3 separate regions of the Sus scrofa genome follow, and regions 2 and 3 are each linked to region 1. A link is a contact called in public targeted proximity ligation data. All regions are on one chromosome and are shown on one strand. The core of a region is the stretch at or near the end of the contact, and the rest is flanking DNA. Distances in the headings are between cores, read along the strand shown. Region 1 overlaps ETV6 (transcription factor ETV6). Region 2 has its middle 37 kb from the start of BCL2L14. Region 3 overlaps ETV6 (transcription factor ETV6).

Region 1 (4,754 bases), core at 1,011-3,510:
GTCTCCAAACCACGTGGATTTTCTTGTCCCACATTTTTTCATGCATCAGACTTCTTTTTCTGCCATTTTCTAGCCGAACTCAATCGTCACATCTTTATCCATTCCGTACCACCCTCCAAAACCAAAGTCACCTTTAGCCCCACCGTTGACACCCTGCCACTCCCTTTGCAACACGGGGACACTCTCTACCAGCCTGTCTTCAGCCGCCTTTGCAGTTAGAGCTTGTTCTGTCTCTCACGTGGGCTCTGCTCAAGTTCAAGTCATTGGTCGTGACCATGGAGCTGTCACATCCTCTCTCCAGGTTGCTAAGTCCTCATCTGTTGGGGGCAGATGCTGGGCTTGGACAGTCTCAAAGTCCTCCACAGGTCAAGGTCACCATCGCACAGGCCTCTCTGCACCTTGGTCTCCTCACTGTAAAACGAGGAAGTTAGACAATCAAACCAAAGTAAGCAAATGCAGTCACTTGATTATTTTCCGATTTTTTTTTTGCTCATGGTACTTCAGCAAGACACCTTGTCAACGTGTTTTCTCGCCCTTTTCCTCTGTAGACTGTAGACTGCTTTGGGATTACGTCTATCAGTTGCTTTCTGACAGCCGGTACGAAAACTTCATCCGATGGGAGGACAAAGAATCCAAAATATTCCGGATAGTGGATCCCAATGGACTGGCTCGACTGTGGGGAAACCATAAGGTAAAAGGGCCGCAGATATGTGTCCTGTAAACAAGGGCCAAGTCCCGCCTTCATCCCTGGGTTGGAGGATAATTGTCTTCTGCTTCCTAAGTCTGGCAGTAATTAGCTAGTTTATTCTTCACTGGACAAACAATTAGACAGTTTGCAAAGGGAAGGAAATAATTAAAGATGCCCCTTTCCATTTGGCCCTTGTGCCAGGTGCCAGTTAACTCAGCACATCCCCGCCTGATAGGGCTCGTTAGGAGGAACCATCACTCCCTCCCGTGGCCTGGCCCTGCCGCCCACGCCAGCATTAAGAACTGGGTACCAGGGATGCCCTGCAGGACTCTGTGACCCACAGGGGCTTTGGAAGTATCGCTTCTGTTCTGCTCCGTTAGAAAGCCCTGTGGCTGCCAAAGCCCCATTCTACATGGAAAATACTTATCCTGACTTGAAAACATCTCCTTTAAAAGCAAACAGTGCAAGAAGTCTGACTGCCCCAGAATTTTCCACATAGAGGGGAGGGAATCAAATTTAAAGATATCGTTGGAGTTCCCGTTGTGGTTCAACAGGTTAAGAACCCATCTAGTAAGTGTCCATGAGGATGTGGGTTCAATCCCTGGCCTTGGTCAGTGGGTTAAGGATCCAGCATTGCCTCAAGGTGCAGCATAGGCTGTGGATGCGGCTCAAATCCAGCATTACTGTGGCTATGGCTGCAGCCTACGGCTCCAATTCGACCCCTAGCCTGGGAACTTCCATATGCCACAGGTGCAGCCCTAAAAAGACAACGTATATATATATAGTCTTTTGTAAGTTATGAAAACTGTGAATGTGTATAGGTATAAAGTGTAAAACAACCTAAACATCCACTGATGAACGAATGGGTCTAGAAACCATGCTATATCCATGCAATGGAATAGTATTCAGCCTTAAAAAAGGCGATTCTGCAGCATAGCGTCCTCAAGGTCCAGCCATGTCAAGTGAAATAAGCCAGTCACAGGAAGCAACTCTCCTGGGGAGAGGCAGAAAAGCAGCATTACTAATCAATCATTAAACAAGATGAGTTAAGTTCTAGAAATCCGATGTTCAACACTACCTATGGTTAACGCTGCTGTATTATGCACCTAAAAATTTGTTAAGACGGTAGATCTCATGTTCAGTGTTCTTACCACAATAAAATAAAATAGAGCAAAGTGGTCCCCTGCCAAAAAACATTTTTAATAGATAAATCTGTATTGCGACTTTTTTTTTTAAGTGAGGAGTTCCCTGGTGGCACAGTGGGTTAAGGACCTGGCATTGTCACTGCAGCAGCTCAGGTCACTGCTGTGGCCCAGGTTCAATCCCTGACCTGGGAACTTCCCCCTGCTGAGTAACCAAGACCCAAGCCTACCCACAGACAGATAGATGTGAGGCCAAGTTGGCCAGGCACCCTGAAGTCTCACCTCCAGATGGGGAGGGCACAGAGAGGGTACAGCCCAGCTCTGCCCTGGCTGCAGCCTCCATGGTCCGCAGCCCATGCTCTTGCCCCACTGAGGAGGACCTACCAGAGGCTATGACCAAATATGGCCAGGTCCCACTGACACGCTCCATCGCGTGAGTCACTGAGAAAAATCGCTCTGCAACAACTCCCACAGTGTGCCCTGGCCCCGGGGCCTGGAGCCACTGGATTCTTGCTTCCACAACAGAAATTTAAACCAAAAAAAAAAATCTCTTCCTTAAAAATGACAAGCCAGAAACACAAGTTGGACAAAGGTCATGTTTAAAAAAAGGAAAAAAAAAAAGAAATTCTCTGCAGGTCAGAAGGTGAAGGATGCCCCCCAGAATGGGGAGGGAGGGGTGGTCTGCAGGAAATTCCTCAGGCACAGCAGAGCGCAGTCCTGGGAGAGGAAGTCCAGAGGCCACCGTGGGTGTGCTTTGTTAGCGGGAGCTCCAGCCTCCTGACCAAGGCTGAGTCACCTCGGGAGAAACCTGGGCCTTGGCGTCGGTGAAAACGCAGCACAGTGGGCCTGGAAGGGAGCAGGTTAGCAGGGAGCTTTCCCCACTGGCAGGGCCCCAGGAGCAGCTGAAGAGCTGCATTTTAATAGCTCCTCCAGCACCTTTTCTGAGGTTCATTTCATTGTGTCTTTGTGCTTTTTTTTTTCTCTCTCTCTTCCTCCTTTGAACAAACAGAACAGAACAAACATGACCTATGAGAAAATGTCCAGAGCCCTGCGCCACTACTACAAACTAAACATTATCAGGAAGGAGCCAGGACAAAGGCTTTTGTTCAGGTAGCACTTCCTTTTTCTGCTTTCCTTCTTTGGGGAGGATATTGTTTTCTTCAAATAAGAGGGAGGAGGGAGATGGTTCAGATTGCTACCTGCCTATCTGATCCTCAGCACCATTGCTGCTACACACTGGATACCAGATGCTGGTTTGTTACACTGAAAAAAAAAAAATTAACTTATATCCATCCCAAAGACAAAACTACGAATAAACACACCTTTAAAATAAAGCAATGCTCAGATTGTATTATCTGGCCTTTATATCCACTGTTAAAGGGAACAATCAGTAACGAACAGCAAAGCAAGGACCCAACTCCCTTGAGACTTGGAAAATGAAAGCGAGGCAGGAGCATTATTATTATATTATTATCATGCTTCCCTGACACTGTAGGCTGATGTCTAGACTGCATGATTGACTCCTAGATGAATTCAACAATCTCTACCTCTGGTCCGCTCTCCTGCCTCCTGCATTCATGATACACACTGCCAGCTGCCCTGCACCGCCAGGGACTTGAGACAGACCTGGGCATATATGTATATTGCTTTAACATTTGCTTTTTTAACACATACATGCCCAGGTCGGTCTCAAGTCTACTGCCCTTTACGAGGCAGTTCAAAAGTCTGAAAGCTATTGCATTAGACGCTCCTCTTTCCAAAATCCCGCACAGCTAATGAGTTCCGACAGGTTAACCTACCTCATAGATTGTGATTCCAAGTTCTGTGCCAGAGAGGAGAAACAATAAAAGAGGAAGGAGAAGGGAGCTAAAGGACCAATCAGAAGAGGGGGACGTAGCCCTCTGACCCTGGTGTGATTGACGTGGTGAGACCACATGAAGCTCGGGAGAAGGTGGGGTCACAAGCACAACCATAGGTTCTGGGTGTTGGCAGGTGGGACAGAAGAGAGTCACGGAGGGGGCTAGAGATGTGGGTTTGGGTAGAAGATGACAGGATGACACTGAGGAGCTTACTGGGCTAAGTGCAGTGAACCTGGGCTTTAGCACTGCGAAGGCATGATAACTTAGGAGCAGTAAGAACAGTCGAAAAAAGGCTTGTCAAGAAGTTCCCATCAAACAAGGCTTGTCAAGGAGTTCCCATCGTGGCACAGTGGAAACAAATCCCACTAGGAACCATGAGGTTGTGGGTTTGATCCCTGGCCTCGCTCAGTGGGTTAAGGATCCGGCGTTGCCCTGAGCTGTGGTGTAGGTAGCAGACATGGCTCGGATCCCGCATTGCTGCAGCTCTGATTAGACCCATAGCCTGGGAACCTCCATATGCCACAGGGGCAGCCTTAAGAAGACAGAAGACAAAAGACAAAGGAAAAAAAAAAAAAAGGCTTGTCAAGAGATGGAAAGAGAATGAAGTGAAATTTGAAAAGGACCCACCTTTCTCTGGCTTTGTTGCTGCCTTCCCTTCATCCCTCACCCTATAACCTTAGTCCTTGGCTCCTCTTCTTTCGCTGTATACTTTTTTCCTGGGTGACCTGATCCCATTACACAGCTTCAGCTGTCACCTCCATGGTTGGGCTCTCGAATCTCTACATGCAGCTCTGACATCTCACTGAAATTCCAAATCTTCATTTCCAAGAGCTTCTTCTAGGCCACATCCACTTAGATATCACATTAGTGTCTCGGCCATGAAATGTTCAAGACAGGCCTTCTTTTCCCAACTGGAAATCTACCCACCCCCAGAATTCTTGTTACATCACCAAAAGCATCACCATTGTTTTCAGCAACCAGCCTTGATGCAGGAGTTATCTTTGACTCTTCCCACATCCAAGTCATCCTTGTGCCAGATGATTATCCATTGGCTCTTTAGGACCC
Region 2 (4,754 bases), core at 1,026-3,525, 140 kb after region 1:
AGCATCTGATTTAACTCAACACTTACAAAGAACCTACTGTGCACCAGGTTCATAAAAGACTAGGGGACCTTACTTTCAACATGGTGATACAGGATGCAGTAAATGCTAAGAAGAGTCCGAAGAGTCCAAAGAGTCGGCACCCAGCCTGGAGTCCGGGAAGACCCACACCTTGGCTGTTCGCCAGGCAAACAAGGGCGAGAACAGAAACGCAGGAGCATAACCATGTGCAGGGAACTACAATCCAAGCTTTGAACTGTCGGCAAATTGTAGGTCTGGAGAGATAACAAGGGCAAGTTCATGAAGACATGTCCAGAAACTCACCTAATCCTGGGGAAGGTGAGAGCCATGGATGCTGTGAAAGGGAGGCTCAGGGTGCACGCTGTGCTGCAGGTGGTCCTGGAAGGCGGGTCCCACGCTGAAATCTAATGAGAGCACAGCCAGCCTCAGAGAGCCTGGCTTCCAGAGGAATTCCTCACGGGCCAGGTCACACCTCCCTCAGCATTGCTTCCCCGGTACCCACCAGAGTCTGACCCACAGGAGACGCTGAGCTGAACAGAATCAAAATTAACCAACTTCCTTATCCGACCTTTTGCATTTTAAACCACATCTCCAGCTATGGGGTTCATTCCATCACAGTTTTATTAAGCCCCCCTGAGGGGTACACCATTAAGTAGGGAGAGAAGATACAAAGGCAAATGATCACCATCCAGTGAAACAAAGGTTATAATTCAAGTGCATGCAAAGTACTTTAGGAGCCAGAGATAGAAGCAAGTAACTGTCAGCGGAAGCCAGGAAGTTTCCGCCACGTAAGAAATATTTGAACTGGGTTTTGCAGGAAACACAGGAATTCAGTAGTCAGTGACATGCAAGAGTGTTCCAGCCTAAAGATGGGCAGAGGAAGGGAGATGTGAGAGAGAGCTGGAAGGTTCCACCATGAATGATTAGTACTTCCACTCACTGGGGATTAGGTATAAGAATCCAATGAGCAGAGACCCTAAAACAGTGGGTTTCCAAACTGGGCTGAACATCATAAACACCTGGGGAACTTTTAACCATCCAAAGCACACACCACCTCCAACCAATTAAATCAAGAGCTCAGGCTGGGAGCCAGCCATTGGGATTTTTTTTTTTCTCTCTTTTTTTGAAAGCTCCCAAAGCGATTCAATGTGCTGCCAGGTTTGAGAACCACTAGTCTAGAAAGAAGAAAAGTGTGCAGAATTCGTGGAGGTCAGGCCCTCCTGATGTCCCCCTCCCCCAGTCCTGGCACATATGCCCCCTGGGAAAAAAGTCCCCAAACTTTTTTTTGCAAACCACAGCCATGGGCTTCTTCCTGCTGCCCCTCCCCCCACCAGCTCTTTGCTCTGATGAAGCGTTTCTCAAAGTTGCTCCCCAGACAGCAGTATCAGCCTCCCAGGGAAACTTGGTAAAAATGCGCATTTCTCACCTTCTTCTTCCCAGACCGTGGGACTGCTCCCCAGAGCATGGGGCCCAGCAATCTGCCTTAACAAACTCCCCAAGCATGCCAAGGTATGAGAACCACTGTTTCCGGAACACCGATTCCAAGCAGTGTCTAGGTGTGGCTTTGCAGGTGCGGGGGCTGCACCCCCAGAACCTGCTGGAGTTGCTGCTTCATCAGCAGCATTCTGGAGCCGACCTTATACCATCACATGGGCCTAGAATCAAGGGGCCAGAAGACAGGTGGCCGGTTGTTCTCTGTGATACCAGGGAAACGCTTTAGGGTAGGGAGGTACGGGGCTGGGGGAGGGAGGTCATTTATTTTCTCCTTTTAATGCAAAGTGGGTTGCTTTATTTTCTCCTTTATTTTCTCCTTGTAAGCAATCCTTCAAGATATTTTAAATCAGGACTGGCAGGAAAACCCATAAGGTCGATGGGCATGGATTTAGCACAGGTACTTTTCCTCCGGAGAAAGGGATAGGTTAAGGGGCTGGAAGTCTTATGTGGGGGAGGAGGAAGGAGGAAGAAGGGCACTGCTGGTTCACTGCCTCATCCATCCCCTCCTCCCAGCCCCAACCTGATGGAGAATTCGCAGTTCCTAGGAAGAAAATAAAATAAAGGAAGCTACAAAGGAAATGAGTTTTCCGCATAGAAATGGAAATGGCCTTTCCCCTTAAGGTCAGACGGTCGGACAGAAAGGAGTACACCTTGCAGAACAACCCGGGCTTTCTTGCTGCTGGAGCCAGTCACTTCCTGAGTCCCCACTCACTTGAACAATCAGCCAGCTTCTCATTGACGCATTGATTTCGGAGAACACCAGTGTGTTCTCTGGCACACAATTAAAGAGGGCAAATGCTTTCAGGTTTTTACCTTCTGCTTTCAGCTCCACTGTTCAAGCCAAACTACAGAACTATCTGTACTTTTTCTCCCTCCCGCTTTAGCAAATCAAATTCCCCAAATTGGGGGATTTGACAGCGAGTGTATAGCGCCACCTGGTGACCACTAATAAAAACAGCTTTCTTCCTGGTTCTCTCGTTTATCTTTGTAATAATCAAAGGCTGCAGCTTCCTGACAGGTATACATTCAGATTTCATGCCTGGTCTACTTTCCCGTGGGAATTGCAACCTTGGCTGAAAATCTCCTGTTTTTTCGCAGGCACGAAACACAATATAAATAAGCAACAGAGTTTTCTCTGTCTCTTAAATAATCAAGCATTTTAAATCTTTTAAAGTACAAATGTATTGGTTGACAAAAGGAAGCAAGAAACTTCTGGCTCTACCTCTAAATCATGACAAATTGTCAAGGATAAGTTCTCCCTTACCATGATTCCTGGGGTCCCAGTGAACAGGAGAGCTGAAGTACCCTTGACACGACAATATCCTGGATTTCAAATTTCTGAAGCAATATGGTTTTTTTCTTGATTGAGATATAATTTACATATAACATTATACTAGTTTCAGGTGTACAACGTAATGATTTGATATTTGTCTACACTGCAAAATGATGACCACAATAAGTCTAGTTAACATCTGGCATCATACACAGTATGGTTGTACGGTGACCAAAGCACTATTTAGTGCTGGAAAGGAAATTCGGTCTGCAGAGCTATTGTCAGTAGTGGAACTTGCAGACAACTAGGCATCAGGAGAAATCAGTTCTAGTCTTGGCATTGCTGCTAGGCCACTGTGTGACCTTAGGCAAGTGACTCAATCTATTTGGAAACTTAGTGTCCCAGGCTCACTACCCTCTTCACTATTTTCCCATGATTTTAAAGACATTCCCTTCCAAAATTCACCTCTAAAAAAGTAACTACCGACTTTTCTGTCTTTGGTAATCGGATGTATAAATGTCCAACGAGCTTCTGATCATCATGAAGCAACCAGTTACCATAATGACTTTACATCTTAGAAACAAAGACATTAGACCTTATCGTGCTCCTCGGTGCAGGTATGACTACTGTTAGACTTTTAAAACATTGAGAACCTAATAAAATCCATTAAGAAAAATTAAAAAAAAATAAAACATTGAGACCCTAGGTATAACTTTCCCAAGCCCTAAGGGCTGAGGAGTCTCAGTTTGGGAACCACCACCAGATAATCTTGAAGGTACTCTGAGCTCTTATGAGCTAAAACCAAGGAAGAAGGGAAGGCTATAGTATGTGGGTACACATTGCATCCCGATTTAAGAAACATCCTTACCAGGAATTAACATGGAAGAAATGCCAGCCCTGTGCCAGCTTTCAATACAGAATGTCCGTTTGTCCCCTCAGTAACCTCTAAAGTAGCCAGCCATATGAGGAACTAAGTGCAGAGAAGTTAGGGACATTGCCTGCACCATACAGCTGAGATCAGAACCAGGTCTGTATGAATTCAGAACAATCTTTCCAAATAGCAACTTTTAATACAAAATATGGTGGGTGATTTCCAGGTATAAACCAACAGCCCAACTTAAACCACTTTGTTCAATGGATACCCTAGGTATTACTATGTTTCCACAAGTTTCTATCCTCTTTAAAATGAAACATTTTGGGTTTAGTATTTATTAACAAACCCCTTGAAAATCTACACAATGGTAATTCATTTTACTATACAATCCTTTATTGTAGTAAAGCCAATTTCCTGACCTCCAGTCCATTTATCTGAAAGCAAACTGTGAAGTACTTCCATTCCACATCCTGCTGATTTTTAGTGACTTGGGCTAATGTGTTATTTTAAGATATGAAAGCTCAGTTCTGTCTGGGATATTTTCTTCTATTATTCCTTTGATAATTTTTCCCACTGGTTATTTCTATTTTCTCTTTCTGAAATTCATAACAATTGAATATTGGACCACTTGACTAGAATTCTAGGGTTTTTTTTTTTTTAACCATTCTCTTTGTATTATGAATATGATTCAACTAGGAGTAGAAGAATTACCAATTAAACAGAAACTTAAACGAAGTGGGTTTGTCTGCTTCCCACATAAGAAGTCAAGAGGCAGTTATACTGGTATTGTTTCAGAGCCCCAAGAATGTCAGGGCAAAGATCTCTGGAATTCTCTTGACCTCCCACTCGCGGCCATAAGATAACTGCTGCAGCTCCAGCCATCACATCTACATTCATAAGAAATAAGGGGGAAGGGGAAGAAAGTAAAAAGTAGTGCATCTGTAACAAGGAAGTAAAGTCTTTCCAGAAAGCCACTTTTGATTTCAAATTTTGATTCATTAACTAGAAATATGTCAAAAGTCAAATCTAATTATAGGAAAGTTTAGGAAAGGAAGTTTAGTATTCCCCCCCACCCCCAATCAACAGTGAAAGGAG
Region 3 (4,754 bases), core at 1,186-3,685, 140 kb before region 1:
ATTCTCCTCCTGAACACAAAGCCTATAAGCTTGGTTTATGTGAAAGTCACAGGTTTTAAGCAGTTGGTTCAAAAATGAGCAGAATTAGATGGGTTCCCTCTGGCCTTTTCTGGTTGGGGAGGAGTGAGGAGAGGGGAGATAGAGCTCCCTTTGGTTTCCACAATGTGCTTGCAGCCTCCCCACTCCATATTCCATTTCATTTTTTTTTTTTTCGGCTTTCTATAATGGTGAGTAACATTTACATTTCATCCATTGCCCAAAACTATTTTTAGCCTTATTTTCTCTTTCCAGAGCTTTGTGCTGCTCTTCCAGCCCCCACCCCCCACCCCACTCCCTTCTCAGAGATATCACAACTGGCCTGAGAAGTGGCAGGGCTCCCTTTTGTTCTGCCCATAGGTTTCAGAGGTTGTGCGGGCACGTGGGAAAGCAGCATGTTTTCCTTCTGCAGCATCCAAACAATAATGTAACCACATCACGGCATGTGTCGTCACACCATTGACCTCCACAGGCAGTGTATCCTCCTCCGCCACTCGAAGGCATTAACATCACTGTCTGCAGCATTTTAATTTAATTAGAGCAGTGGTTATAGTCCTCTTGGGGAAATCGTTATTCCCCTCTGTCATGTTAAACTAAAACACCTCTGGTTTTCATCCGGCTGACAACGTGCTCTAGAGGTAAATGCCCCGTAAGCTGGTACTCCCCTTCCCTTCCTTGGGCTGAGACTAGAGACGCAGTTCTGAGAATAAAGAAGTTTCCTTTATTTGGGGATGTTCATCTCTTTAAGCCTCTCTGTCTGGGTGTCTCCATCAAAGAGAGCAGTATGTTATTTTTTGTCTTTTTAGGGCCACACCTGCAAGATATGGCAGTTTCCAAGCTAGGGGTCCAGCCAGAGCCACAGCTGCAGCAACGTGGGATCTGAGCCACGTCTGCGACCTATACCACAGCTCATGGCAATGCTGGATCCTTAACCCACTGAGCGAGGCCAGGGATTCAATCCATGTCCTCGTGGATACTGGTCGGGTTCATTATTGCTGAGCCATAATGTGAACTCCCAAAGATGACGCTATTTATTTCATGTTTCTAATGGCTGACAGTCTGGGGATTGTGCCACAGTGGATATTAGGTGCATGGTTACAGCAGTAGATTTAAGAATGAGGACCAGGAGTTCCCATTGTGGCTTAGCAGTCATGGACCCGACTAATATCCATGAGGACTCGGGTTCGATCCTTGCCTGACTCTGTGGGTTAAAGATCTAGCATGCGTGAGCTATGGTGTAGGTTGCAGATGCGGCTTGGATCCACGTGGCTGTGGCTGTGTAGCTCCTCCCATTCAACCCCTAACCTGGGAACCTCCATGTGCCGCAGATGCAGCCAAAAAAAAAAAAAAAAAAAAAGAATGAGAACCATGTCAGTCACCCCAGAGAGGAACAAAAAGAGAGATAAAGGAGATGCGTCTGTGGTGTGGGGTCCCCAGGTGTGAGTTTGGTTCTCCTTGGACAGGAGCCCACACTGGGCAGCATCCTTTCTGGGGTCCCCTTTCCCGCTGCTGGCCACAAACCCAGGGTCACTGTAGGTGTGTGGCCACTAGCATATTGTTTGAGGGCCCAAAAGCACATTTTGCTTTTTCCCCCTTTAGTCAAAGTACCTACCGTTTCTTTTGTTTCGCACAAATCTCGTCCTTGAAACTTTTTTTTTAATTACTCAATGAATTTATCACATCTGTAGTTATATCATGATCATCACAATTTCACAGGATTTCCATCCCAGAGCCCAAGCACATCCCGCACCCCCCAAAACTGTCTCCTCCGGAGACCATAAGTTTTTCAAAGTCTGTGAGTCAGCCTCTGTTCTGCAAAGAAGTTCAGTCTGTCCTTTTTTTCAGATTCCACATGTCAGCGAACCTTTTGAAAAGAGCCTCCATCCCAGGCTTAAGGTGTTGCTCTATTGCTGAGTGAAAACCATCACCAAGAGTACACGGCCCTCGAGGTCCACAATCCCTTAGTCTCGGGCCTTCTTTTTAGGGGTGTCATCATGACATAGTGTGGCGGTTTTCATCTCGAATTGTTTGGGCACGAGGGGTCCGGCCGTGCCGTGTGGACTCAGGTGGCAATAAGGACAGGGGACCAGGCACAAATGGAAACACACAGGGGGCTGCTCCAAAGAAAGGACAACAAAAAGAAGGCCCAACACGATAATGTAGCAAGTCAGAGTGTATACATTTTCAAGGTGACACCTCCCTCGACCCTTTTCTCAGCAGGCTTCGCGATCGACTTCCCAAGAAACAAAGTCAAATCTGCTGTGAGGGCTGGGTTCCTCCCACCTCGATGGAGCCGGTGAGGGTGAGGAGCTGGGCTTGAGGTGGCCTCTCTCACGCGTCCGGACCAGTTACAGGATCTTGTCAGTTTCTCCTGGCTTTAAGAGAAAGTCACTGTCTTACGAAATGCCACCTTCTTTTTTTCTCGCGCTCGCGCCATGCCATTTGAAAGCTCTGGCTGCACGATGTTTTCTTCATCAACAGTTTCACTTCTGCAAAAACCCCAACAAAACAGAAAGCTATTTCTGGGAATAAAGTTAACGGTAGATAAGATAGCTAGACGTATATTGGTGGGGAGTTAGTTGAGGGTTGAAGCCTATGGAGAATTTTTTACACTAGAAAAACAGACTATGTTTAACTGTTTAAAAAAAAAAAAAGCCTATCTCACCTTGAAAACCCCCAAACATATTTTGTATGTTTCCCATATGTGTGTTTGTCTTTGCCTTTTTCACCTCAAAACCCCCAAACCAAACACCAAAAATATAACTCATCCTTAAGTTAGAGTTGCCCCAAATATGTGTGATGTTTGGTGAAGTTCACAAAAGGTGAAGTGGAAGGTGTTGCCTCTGGGCTACCTTTCATAGGACACCTTGATTGATCCAGAGGTGAAATTTAAATCGAGGGTGTCTGCCCTTCAGTAAGAAATTCACTAGGAGGGAGTTCCTGTGGTGGCGCAGTGGAAATGAATCTGACTAGAACCATGAGGTTGCAGGTTCGATCCCTGGCCTCGCTGCTCAATGGGTTAAGGATCCAGTGTTGCCATGAGCTGTGGTGTAGGTCGCAGATACAGCTCGGATCTGGCATTGCTGTGGCTCTGGCGTAGGCTGGCAGCTGCAGCTCCGATTTGACCCCTAGCTTGGGAACCTCCATATGCTGCAGGTAAAAGCATAAAACAACAACAACAACAAAAAAAAAATTCACTAGGAAACTTTAAGAAGTGCGTTTAAACAGAAGTGTTTCAAATGCCCTAGTTGCCAGTAGAGGATGCCTCAGGAACGGTATAGTGATTCCATTCGGAAATTACAAAAAAAGTATGTATATATTCATTTAAAATTGAAACTTCCTACCACAACCACCAAACTTTCCAGGTTATAAGCAGAAGAGAAGCTTCATTTTGGTCCAGGGCTGGGGGACTCCCCTGCTTCCCTTTGCACAGTTGATAGAGTCTAAAATGTTAGAGAACTCTTTCCAAAACGTAAACACCCCCTTCGCTTTATTTTAATCTGTTTTTTTTTTTTTTCTTCTGCTCTTGATTTTTGTTTTCACAATGGCAACTTACGGATCTCCTACCACCACCCACCACCCCACCACCACCTTATTTTTGGACCGTGTGTGTCCCACTTTACTTTGCCCAGTTAAACCACAGAAACGAACGGAAGTTATGTTTCTGTGTGGACTGCAAGTCAAACCAGTTGGTATGTCGAGCTGCGATGTAAATTGCCCTCCTCTTCCAGCTGAACACAATGGTTGGTTTCTTGCCATCATTTGCCACATTTTAACTGAAAACGAATAATAATCCTCCCATCTCATCCACTTGATTTAATTGCTCTAACAAACGCTGTGTGCTTGAATTTAAACAGAGGTGGTGTCAAGTCTTCTTGTCCCCCTTTCCTTTGTCGGTTGAGTAAAGATCTTCAATTAAACAGTACTTCCTTAAATGAGGATTATTCTGTGAGTGGGCCCTGAAATGCTTCAGAAGGAAAGGAAATAGTCATTCTAAGATAGAGAAATGGGGGAGACAAGGAAATGCCTGTTGATGTGGCAGATAACTCCCTGCTGGGAAGGGGAAAAAAATGAAACGCTGGAGGTGTTTGGTAGTGGTGGTTGTGTAAAGAGACACAGTAGGTGAGAGAAAAATCTTGCTTGTGGATTTAACTAAATCTAGAACTTAGAAGCCATCATTTGGGCTCACCTCTGACTGGATCTGAGTATGGACTCCTACGTTGATTGGAAGCTTGGGGATATTGCCAGAGAAGAGGAAACATGGTTTTAGTGTAAAAATTTAGAGGAATTTTTGAGAGAGGAGCTCTTTAAAGCCACGCTTTTGGACGTATAGTTTCATTCCCTTGGTCTTGCCTCTTTTACTGGAACAAACCACTCGTACAGAGAGGGGAAAAAATGGACACCTCTTGACCCGAGGGCAGAGGACAAGCCCCATTTTAAACCTTGCCAGCGTTTCGTGATCAATTCCCAGTGCTGGCGATGGGAAACACAGCTGTCTAGGGAGGCGGCCAGCGCCCCCGCCCCGCGGCCCTCCTGCCCCTTGCGCGGATGTCACATCTCCGTTCCAGGCTTTCATTGTCTTTCCCCCCCTCCCTTCTCGCTGCCCTTCTTTTTAACAGCAGGAACGAATTTCATATACGCCCCCCGAGAGCCCGGTGCCCAGCTACGCTTCCTCGACGCCGCTTCATGTGCCAGTGCCCCGAGCGCTCAGGATGGAG

The links.
Region 2: a contact with region 1 is called in a targeted proximity ligation map of alveolar macrophages. A contact is called at or near these places in 5 of 47 Hi-C or Micro-C datasets (embryonic fibroblasts, epiblast stem cells, fetal heart ventricle and 2 more) and 1 of 2 datasets of targeted methods (alveolar macrophages).
Region 3: a targeted proximity ligation map of alveolar macrophages shows a contact between it and region 1. A contact is called at or near these places in 1 of 47 Hi-C or Micro-C datasets (liver) and 1 of 2 datasets of targeted methods (alveolar macrophages).

Annotation. Positions count from the first base shown.
Region 1 is chr5:60,530,002-60,534,755 of Sscrofa11.1, reverse strand. It overlaps ETV6 (transcription factor ETV6), which reads left to right. Exons shown (of 8, transcript XM_005652587.3): 6 at 549-691; 7 at 2,840-2,940. Among named protein-coding and RNA genes, the nearest start is that of BCL2L14, 170 kb to the right of the region's middle.
Region 2 is chr5:60,391,997-60,396,750 of Sscrofa11.1, reverse strand. No RefSeq gene overlaps it. Among named protein-coding and RNA genes, the nearest start is that of BCL2L14, 37 kb to the right of the region's middle.
Region 3 is chr5:60,668,767-60,673,520 of Sscrofa11.1, reverse strand. ETV6 (transcription factor ETV6) reads left to right here. Exons shown (of 8, transcript XM_005652587.3): 2 at 4,659-4,754. Among named protein-coding and RNA genes, the nearest start is that of ETV6, 110 kb to the left of the region's middle.